Linked DNA regions of Mus musculus: regions 1 and 3 are each linked to region 2. The links are chromatin contacts, called in public ChIA-PET and HiChIP or PLAC-seq maps. All regions are on one chromosome and are shown on one strand. The core of a region is the stretch at or near the end of the contact, and the rest is flanking DNA. Distances in the headings are between cores, read along the strand shown.

What was found. ChIA-PET counts read pairs in DNA pulled down with a chosen protein or histone mark. HiChIP or PLAC-seq counts read pairs in DNA pulled down with a chosen protein or histone mark.
Region 1: an H3K4me3 HiChIP or PLAC-seq map of the SCID.adh cell line shows a contact between it and region 2, with 7 times the contacts expected there. The contact joins the enhancer-like site here to the promoter of Themis in region 2. A contact is called at or near these places in 10 of 39 promoter capture datasets (3T3-L1-derived adipocytes, the HPC-7 cell line, HPC-7-derived erythroid cells and 5 more), 1 of 15 datasets of contacts at CTCF or cohesin (CD8 T cells), 9 of 484 Hi-C or Micro-C datasets (CD8 T cells, Sertoli cells, Th1 cells and 3 more), 5 of 115 datasets of contacts at active chromatin or transcription factors (CD8 T cells, the SCID.adh cell line, T-cell acute lymphoblastic leukemia and 2 more) and 2 of 9 other capture datasets (embryonic stem cells and liver).
Region 3: an RNA polymerase II ChIA-PET map of memory CD8 T cells shows a contact between it and region 2, with 1,258 read pairs. The contact joins the enhancer-like site here to the promoter of Themis in region 2. A contact is called at or near these places in 1 of 39 promoter capture datasets (neutrophils), 2 of 15 datasets of contacts at CTCF or cohesin (CD8 T cells and the NIH/3T3 cell line), 11 of 484 Hi-C or Micro-C datasets (CD4 T cells, CD8 T cells, CD8 central memory T cells and 3 more), 8 of 115 datasets of contacts at active chromatin or transcription factors (CD4 T cells, CD8 T cells, DN3 thymocytes and 4 more) and 2 of 9 other capture datasets (adipose tissue and liver).

Annotation. Positions count from the first base shown.
Region 1 is chr10:28,483,875-28,487,393 of GRCm38.p6, reverse strand. The region is part of intron 11 of Ptprk (protein tyrosine phosphatase, receptor type, K); the gene reads right to left. Among named protein-coding and RNA genes, the nearest start is that of Themis, 180 kb to the left of the region's middle. Within about 2 kb of position 1,628, at least 14 of the 459 cell types and tissues checked have an H3K27ac peak or open chromatin away from gene starts, as enhancers often do. A contact at or near this core is called in CD8 T cells, the SCID.adh cell line, T-cell acute lymphoblastic leukemia and 2 more, where this site is marked.
Region 2 is chr10:28,666,676-28,670,038 of GRCm38.p6, reverse strand. Themis (thymocyte selection associated) reads right to left here and starts at 1,679. Exons shown (of 6, transcript NM_178666.6): 1 at 1,289-1,679. The coding sequence starts at 1,379.
Region 3 is chr10:28,514,434-28,517,647 of GRCm38.p6, reverse strand. All of the region lies in intron 13 of Ptprk (protein tyrosine phosphatase, receptor type, K), which reads right to left. Among named protein-coding and RNA genes, the nearest start is that of Themis, 150 kb to the left of the region's middle. Within about 2 kb of position 1,342, at least 54 of the 459 cell types and tissues checked have an H3K27ac peak or open chromatin away from gene starts, as enhancers often do. A contact at or near this core is called in CD8 T cells, CD8 central memory T cells, the SCID.adh cell line and 5 more, where this site is marked.

The sequences.
Region 1 (3,519 bases), core at 379-2,878, 180 kb after region 2:
GAAAACAGCTTTCCAAGATCCTTCCCCATTGAGACATGGCTTGTTCTATCCTACTGCCAGCATTCTGAAAGTCAGAAGAGTTATGGTAGTCATTTTTCCTGATGGCCAAGCATTCCAGGTGCTTTGTTTATTCACTCCTAATATGTAAAAGCCCGTTCTCTTATCTTTTTCCTTCTCTCTATGTAAGAGTTATCGGGCTACCAAATCACCAAACTCAAAATCCCGGCATTAGCTTAAATCAGTCCTCACTCCCTGTAATCTTTCCCCATCTTTCAGCGTGCAATTTTGTCTCAGTTTTGCCCTTCATCCTACAAGTCAGACTCTATCCTTTAGACTGGGATTAATATTATCCTGAATCCCTGTATTTATCTCTTTTGCTCTCACTATTTTCCAATATGGACTATTCATTTGAAGTTACAAGGACTCCTGTGATCTACATGCCATACACATTCGAGGGCTTCCTCATCCTCTTTACAGTGTTAATATAAAGTTAATGTACTTCTGTCCTGACTGCTTCCCTCTGAGTATAGTCTTGTAGCTCCAACTCATACTTCCTTTGAGGTGGAGGGAATGGCTGGAGAAGTCATAATTACACCACATTCTCTTTAAATCTCATCTCTCATCATTCATTCATGGATACCATTCATGATGCCATGGCCTCATTGTCAGGGGGGACTAGGCTCAGAAAATCTGGGACTAAAGCAGTACTCCAAATCACTTCTTTGTGATCTCTTTGAACACCCATAATCTCTTCTCAAAGTGAACCTTGGCAGACTTCATTTCTTCCCCTCCTTAATAAAAATTTCTCTCTGTGTTATCAGGCATTGTATTATCAGGGAGTCTCTCACACTCCACACTGGATGCCTATTTCAGATATCCAGATGAACTCCTGGTATGCAAAGATTGCTATGGAATCTGTGAGTTTGTGGGAATCACTGTTAATTTAAGTTTTAAAATAAGCCTATGCTAAATAAAGTAAATGCACTAGTGCTGAGTAAGGAGGATTTCTTAGTTACTGTAACAGAGGATCTGGAAGGAGAGCTTCTCATTAAGAAGTTCAAGAAAAAGAAAGCCCATTTGTTGTAGGTTTGGGACAAATGGACCGTGAAATGTAAGCTAATAAACACTAACAGTATCACAGGAAGGGAAGATAGACCCAATATTCAGGATTGATGACTGAGGACTAGTGGGAAGCTTTCAGGGTTAGCTGGAGGTTAAGAGATCTGATATTTTGGGAAGACACAACGTAGAGCAGCAGTAACATTGACAGCAGAGGGGGTAACTAAGCCGCAAGAAATTAAGCAGAAAGTAAATACTTTACAGGAAAGTCGAAATGGCATGATAGGATCCAAGAAATGATTTATAGAATCAGACCACAGACTCAGTGCTAGGAAAATTGACCACCCCATCACATGAGACTCTGACTTTAAAGACATTAGGACACTGGACTACCTCAGAATCAGACCCCAGTGTCTTGCAGGCATGGTTGGAAGGAGGGAAGTTGTTAGTGGGGAAGAAGGTACTACTGGACTAAAGGATGCCAAAAGCAAGGGAAGCAAAGTCCAAACCCAGCAAATGCCAAACTGCAGTGCTGTCTACTTAAGTGTGTGTAGCCCTGCCTGCTGGCTCCACCTGCAGGCGCTCCGGGCAAATGCTGCTAAATAAAGATGGCCTTGACTGAATTAACATGTTGGCACTCTTACTCCTCTTCCCTTTTAGGAACATTCACTTACTAACTTTGGCAAATGCTCACAGTAACTTATTTCTTATTCGAATAGCCTATTTTATAAAGTCAGTTTTCTGTTTGTGCATATGTTTTTGAGTGTGGTATAAGCAAGTGTACACCCATATTCATGCACGTAGAGGCCAGAAGAGCATGTTGAGTTCTTTCCTTTATTACTCTCCACCTTATTTTTGGATAGGGTCCCTCACTGACCCCGAGGCAAGCTATGTCAGCCATGCTGGCTGGTCAAAGAGCTCCTGGGATTGGCCTTTATCTGTACCCAATTCTGGTACTATAGGCAAATATAGTATTACTTGGCTTGCACAGGGTTTATTGGCCAATTATTCAAACTTACATCTTCTTGTGTGCACAGCAGGCAGTCTTGCCTACTGAATGATATCTCCAGTCCTTCAACTTGTTTTCTGAGAACTACTCATCTGTACTATATAATTTGCAGTGCCTAGCCAGTGGGCTCAATTCCAGGAATTGCTAACAAATACAATGAGGCACATTTCCATGCCAGGGAAAGATAAATGACTATTAAGAATTATTTTTGTATAGTTGCTGGTTTAGACCTTATGAATTCTTAGTAATTAGAAATCATGCATATATAAAGGCAAGCAGAAGACAAGAAAGTCGTTTAATCAAACCCATAGAAAATACACAGAATTCCTGAGCACTGTCAATTAGCTCAGGATCTACATGATAGAATGACCCCTGATACCCTAAGAAACCTGGGAAGAGACACTGTGTTGTGTTATGATCAGTGTATCTTTAATTTATAATATTAAGATGGGTGACAGGCACTTAATAAATGGTCAAAATTTGCAGAAAAAAATTTGATTAAGTGAACAAAGGATCATATAAGTTATACAGCACAGCCTGACAATAATAATGATAATAATACCTGAAGAAAAAGATGGCTTCACTTAACATTTTTAGGGATTTCAAATAGTTTTAAATTTTATTTATTTATTTATTTTTGTTTTGCTGACTTTTTTTTTTTTTTTTTTGAATGTGTGTCTGTGTAGCACATGTGTGCAGTGCCCGAGGATGCCAGAGAGAATATCATATTTCCTGTGACAGGAGTTTTAGATATTTGTGAGTCAACAGGTGAGTGCTAGGGGTTGAACCAGATTCTTCTAAAGGGCTGTTAGTGCTCTTTCCACTGAGCCATCTCTCCAGACCAAGGCAAACTTTAAAAGAGAAATACAGCTACCTGGAATCCTCTTAAACATCAGGAACTGATTAAATGCCTATGGTGTAAGTTTTGTCCCTACTAGGGACATGTGAATGGCGATGAATACGTGCCAATAGAGAAGGACACCAAGTCCAGCTGAATGAGACATTTTCTACTCCTCTTCATACCAGCAATCAAAATGATTTGGAGATCGATTCCTGAACAGCACTGTATACTGACTTCAGATGTTCAAGTAGCTGATGTTCCAGAGCATCTATGTTACAGGCACACTAGCGACCTCTCTTGTTCTGGAATGTGGTGGTGCACTGAATTTTAGCTAGATGGGGATTGCAAGTTTTCTTTGTGACTCATGTTCATCAACATATTTTTTATTCATGAAAAAATACTGTACAACTCTGATGACAAAAGACATCAGTTTCTTTAAGTCAAGGATATTGGTTTTACATACAGAACAGAGACTGACCGGCTTTTGAAAGGATTTATAAACAGCACAAAACTCAATCCTGCTCTCAGATGTGCCTTACCTTTATACCTATATGGTTTTCTTATTAATATTGATTAACAAAATGCCCACATAGCTATTGGTTGCAATCAG
Region 2 (3,363 bases), core at 430-2,929:
TTTTATGTTACCAAGTGTTTAATATTCCATATGACTTATTGACTATTGTACTTCAAATGGAAAAAAGAACTGAACGATTTGTGCAATTCCACTACAGTGAAAAGTCCAAAAATTGGAAATCTAACCATGGGACAGACTGTGAGTGGGAAAGCTCACATGCCAACCATTCTCCCTAGTAATTTGACTAGACCCAGTTTTTTTTTGATTGGCTTTAATTTTCCCCTTTTTGTAAGCAAAAATTGATATCCAACTAGGAAATATTTTGAGAACCTTATATGTAACCAAACTTAAAAGGTTTGTTTTGTTTTGTTTTGTTTTGTTTTGTTTTGTTTTGTTTTGTTTTGTTTAGAGACAGGGCTTCTTTCTGTAGCACTGGCTGTCCTGGAATTTGCTCTGTTGACCAGGCTAGCTTGAACTCATAGAAATCCACCTGCCTCTGCCTCCTGAGTGCTGGGATCAAAGAGCTGTACCACCACCATCCAGGCCAAACTAACTTTAAAATGTTAGTATCGTTCATATTAGGGGATTTTACACACTACAGTAAGTTACACCAAAATTCACCAGCTTAGTATTCAACAATCCTCATTAAAATTTACCTTTTCAACACAAATCTTAAAAGATACTCTACAGTCAATAGGCACTAATTTCTTTACCTTTAAATAAAAGTTCCCACCATTTAAGGAGTTTGTAGAGCAGGAAGAGAGGATTACAAGTACAAGGCAAGCTTAGAAGTCCGAACTTGGCAGCATTCATTGTAAGACTGTGCCCTTGATAGGTGCAATCATTTTGGGTGAAACAAAACACAAAACAAGCTTGATAGTGTTTGGGTTTTTGTTTTGATGTTGCTGTTTTTAATAGTTTAAAAACAATAGTCAGCAACATTAAACTTTTTTACCTGATGGCAATTAATTTCAAAGAGTAGGGCAGAGACAGAACATCCTTTGTGCAGACTTGTCGAATGCTTACCAAGAAAAAAAATGGCAAATGGCAATTCACAAAGTTCCACTCCACCTTTCTTAAAGCCTTAGTTTCTTCTTTCTTCACCAGCTGGGATGTGTGTGTGTGTGTGTGTGTGTGTGTGTGTGTGTGTGTGTGTGTGTCTGTGTTCAACTTTCCTTCAGACAACTTGCACTTTGTTTGCTGGGTGTGTATATGTTTGAACTAAGTATCGAATCACTGAACTATACACACAGCCTTCCACGTATTTCTTACTAAAACCTCTCCCACAAATTTCCAAGAGACTTTATAAGAACATTCTATCAAATTAAAGAATTAGAAAAATACTTACCTTCAAAGTAGATGCCTGACTGGATTTCTAGGACCCTGGGGAGGGTCCTCAGGTCAAGGGAGTAGACAAATTCTTCCAGAGATAAAGCCATTGTTGTGTCTTCGGTGGTATATAGACCTGATCTTTTACAAGACCTTGTGGTTTCTAGATGTCAATTGTCTACCGTTCTGTCTTTGCTCATAATTGCCCACACAGGCAGAATGTGAAATGGGAGCCAATCGGGGTAGGACAGCCCTAAGGTGGGGAGGTACTTGTCTGCAGTAGCTGGTCTTCAGTTTCTACCTGGTGCAGGGAGGTCACAGGAAAGCCAAGCCCAGGGCAAACAGCTCAAGCAGCGGAAGAACTTGAGAATAGGCAGGAGACAGTGGGTAAAGCTCTTTTTGTTCTCCCTGCGGCTGCATTTCCTTCTGACACTGAAGTAGAAACACATGGGGGTGGGGTGTGTTTGTCTGAACTGACACTACCCAAAGTAATGAGGTTGGCAAGTTGCTGGTTCTTGTGCATCCACAGCAGTGGCAAAATTGTGATGAAACAGAGTGGCCTGTGGCATGAACACTGGACATGGCCAGAATGCAGGCACAGTGTCTTACCTTAAATATGGCACTATATCAGTTTGTTGCCTCTCTGCATCTGGGTTCTAGCTTTGCATACTCATTGTGCTTTTACATTAAACTTGGTTACAAAAGAAGCTGTTGTCAGCTGTTTTTAGAAATCTGATACTCTGAGGACACATAGAAACCACCTTTTATCTTTACACATTAAAATTTTTGCTGAAGTTTAAAGGGAGGGAGGAGGTGTTACATGAAAAGTGACTCAGGAATTAATAGAGTAAATTGATGGGAACTTTCTGGTCTCTGCACTGAGAAGGAAAGTATTTAAAGCAAAAGTAAATTAATTAATAAAATAAAATAAAAATAAAGCAACAAAACCAAAGAAAGAAAGAAAGAGAGAGAGAGAGAGAGAGAGAGAGAGAGAGAAAGAAAGAAAGAAAGAAAGAAAGAAAGGAAGGAAGGAAGGAAGGAAGAAAGGAAGGAAGGAAGAAAGGAAGAAAGGAAAAAAGGAAGAGAAAGAACTACTTATAAGACATATATTTAAATGTTTGCTTCCTCTTTGAAGCTCTCCTTTTAAATGTAGATTTAAAAACATAAATAAATAAACTGCACAAGCCCCGAAGTCTATAAATTTGCTCTTATGATCTAAACATAAGTTGAAAAATGCTCAAAGCCATAAATAAATAAATAAATAAATAAATAAATAAATAACAGAAACCTTGTGAAACTAATTTTTATACATCAAAACCAATCTTTCTGTTTATTTTGATTTTTGTTTCTTTTAAACAAAATTTTCCTTAGGATATCAGGCTGGGCTCAAACACATGCCAGTCCTCCTTGCCTCTGTCTTAGGATTACAGGCATGTGTCACCACCTCTGCCTTACATCGGAGTTTTGTTGTGGTGGTGCTAGGGTTTTGTTTGTTTGTTTGTTTGGTTGGTTGGTTGGTTTTAAATTTTTATGCTTCCTATTCTTTGTACTTAATTCAAACATCATCTTAGAGGTTATACTTGCAATTTAAAGTGAGACTGTCTATGTTTTGTAGATAAATAAAGGAAGATTGGTTGAAGTTGATAAAGATGAACTATGATGAAAAGTTGTTCATTCTCAGGCTGGATTCTGGACAAATTGCTTGATCATGATAGAGCATCTACCAAATGCTAAATGCTTAAAGCTCTTCAGAGTCATGTTCAGCCCTTGTAACAATTTGCTAGCCTTCATTCTAGGCAAACTTAGGGTTAATGTGGGAAATTCTTCAAGTGATTTTCACTAGTAACTTTTATGTAATCCCTTGAAACATTTTTGTCCCCTAAATCTCCCAAGCTTGATAAATGTAGCTTCTGTCTCATTCTTACCTAAGTCTGGGCCTCTCACTTGACTGAAAACACTATTTGTAGCCTCCTGGCATATTTCATAGGATTTTAGAATATGGAAAGGGCTGCCTCTTGAAAAATCATACATTTTTAGAGTTAGTGCTGCAGTAAGTTTATTTGGTATGTAATCAATGCTGGATTTCATCTGAAA
Region 3 (3,214 bases), core at 93-2,592, 150 kb after region 2:
TTGTGCAGACCAAGAAGGCTGAGGGCAACATTTATTGGAACTTTAGAGGATAAGTATTTTTCAAAACTCAATTTGGACACACAGGTCCACCCCAAAATCAGTTTATTCGATGGGAGCTTCTAGGGCAGAAAGCAGCTATGTGAAGATGATGTGAAGACGCTGTAGAGGAGGCAAAAGATAGAGGACTAGCCAGGAAAAGAACTTATCTCAAGTTTTTCTACGGCATTTCCAGTTGCCCGCACTCCCCAGGAAGCAAAGTGGACAAGTCCTACTGATTTGGGAACAGGAGGGTCGCACTTGGAGTTTGGGGTGTAGCCTTTCAGTTGGATACTGGCTACTGTTGAATACATCTGACCATACTGTAGCATAAAATCAGGGGAAGTGGTAGCAATTGTTGAAGGTCAGATTTGTAATGTCAACATCTAACTAACACAAAACTGTGTCGGACCAAGATGCAGTAAGTGTGCAGGAGTGTGTGAAATCCTTAGATGATGCCCATCTTCTCAGAAAGAGAAATTTTCCCTTCCACAAAGGACTTGAGCATCAACTAACTTTCTAGGAAAAGCTGCACCTCATTAATACCCATCTGAATCACCTTCAGAGTTAAATTATTAGGTTATTTGAAGGGCTGTTCCAATAAAAATATCACAGAAAAATCCATATACATGATTACAGAGGTTCTAGTGTGAAAATGCACTTTATTAGAGGGGAAGAGGTCCAAACAGCGCAGGAGCAACTTTCCCCTTGGGATTTCAGAGGTGATTGAATGCTCTGCTTTCAAACTGATAACCCAGTTCTGATCTGCAGGACTTCAGTCATGGAAGTGTTTACTGAGGCTTCCCTTTAGTAAAAGAATCAGTCAAATCTTCACTGGTGAGATACAGCTGCACATTTAACAAACAAGTTGTATTCATTCATTCATTCATTCATTCACTCATTCATTCAGATAGTGAAATGTAGTAAGTAGCCAGAGGACTGTAAAGTAAATTTAAAAACAAGGTTCAAGGTCATGGAATTGGTATTTCCCATAAGATAGCCAAATGGTCATCAGAAGGAAAAAAGAAAACCACTGAAGTCACATAATTCTTAAATGGCAGCTTTTGTTTCATTTTTAATTTCAATTAAGCAGATTAGGTGATCCCAAGTGTGGGTACAGGGTTTGATGACTGAAATGTGAATTGGATTATATGAAGTAGATGATCTTACTAAATACTCATAGGTTAGCTAAGTGAAATGTTTAAATCAAAGTGGAAACTGCAATGTGACGGCGGTATCTAAGGTAACGCAGGACTTTCGTAGCAGTGTGGTTGGTGGGGAGGAAGCCCACAAGCATGAGGAAGTAAAACAAGCGCAGACATGCTGAAAGTGTTTGTGCATGTCAAGGAAAACTGAGGAGTCATCTTCCACTGCATAAGGGATTCAAAGCACACAGCCCACTAAGACTATTTAGAATAACTGACCCTTTAGCAAAACATTACTTGAATCCCTCTGTGCTTTCTGCCAGGGTTATATCTATATATCTCTATATATGTGGGTGTATGTGTGATATATGCATGGCGTGTATATGTGTGTGTGTGTGTGTGTGTGTGTGTTGACCAGATGATACACAACTGTGTGTGTTCTCAGGCCCTGTGCATCTTTTCTTTTGGGGAAAGGTCAGAGCTTCTCATTGGCCTAAGCCAGGAAACCCCAGGGTTTCTCTTGCTTCTGCCTCCTCAGTGTTGGGATTACCGGAGCCTGCCACCCACTTCTCTGTGAGTTGTTCAGGTCCTCATGCGTATCTTTGCGTGGCATGCACTGACTGATTTAGCTGTTCCTCAGCCTCTGAGTAAGGACTTTAGACAGATACTTGGTCTTAGAGCTGACCAAATGGTTTGTCGTTACTAACAGCAGAGGAGTACAGAAAGAGGATAGCAATTTTTATAGGTCTAATAGTAACCGAATACTAGTTAAATCGTAATTACTAACCATGTACAAATGAGATAATAACCTTCACCCAAAGAAAGTGGCAAGACTGACAGAATCTGGGACGGTACTAAGGATGTGAGTGTCTGAAGGAGATAATACACATCACATTTGTGTTTGTTGTCCTGAGGATAGCTACACTCAATAATATCACAAATACCACACAAAAGAGAATTCTGAAATAAATGTAGAACTGAATGAATAAGAGGAAAAAATAGATTAAAAAATTATAAAGGAGGCCAGAAAAGAAGAGCCAATCAATCTGGTGTGTTAAGGTGCTAACAACTTGACTTGTCTGTCTGACTTCCCTAATTCATTATCGTAATTGTGCGGTGAGGTGCATCTCCTTTTCTGTATTGGCTCTGTATACTCCTCCCTTTTATTGGGCATTCATCAGATTTTTCTTCCTGGTCTCTCTAAACAGGACTGTTCATTTGATTTCCAGATTTAATTCTCTCTCTATCACTAGAAGATTCTCTTTGGGAGAGGAAAAGATGTAATCACAAAGTCATTTAGGTTGCTTCTCATGACAACTGAATGGATATACATATCATGGGACATTCTGAAGCTGCTATCTCTTATTCTTTCATCCTTCCCATAGCTTCAGAAACATTCATTTTGGCCACTTTCAGACACCCTTCATTATGAGCAGCTATTCTCTGGAATGGAGATTAAGCAAGCCGGTCCTCTGAGGTGAGCGTCAACTTGTAATACCAACTGATGATCTGAACTTGATCCTCAGGACCCAAGCAAAGGTAGTAGAAAAGAAGTGACCAAACAAAGCTGTCCTCTTATTTGTATACACATGACATATCATGTGTGTCCATATACACACATCCATATCTAGCACATACAAGAACAACAGCAGCAACAACAACTTGAAAAATAGCCAGATCTTGAAAGGTATCATGACAATACTCAAATGTATAGTTGTGCAGTTCTTTTTAGAGGAGTTTAGAGGATTAAAATAGTATAACTATTTTAAAATAGACACATATAATGTGATAATGTGATTATTTAGTACTGATTCCAGGAATTCCTTTTTCTGTGGAGTTCAGCCAAGAATGCAAAGTGTGTGTGTGTTGTGTGTGTGTGTGTATAGCCACACAATTTTCTATCTATTACATAATAGTAAATTAGTGACTTGGTTTTACAAACCCAGAGCCCAAACAGACAGTCTCTATTTAAAATAGATAAAAATATCTGTGGCTGATGGGGGTTTTGATTAACTAGTTATATGTTATGAAAA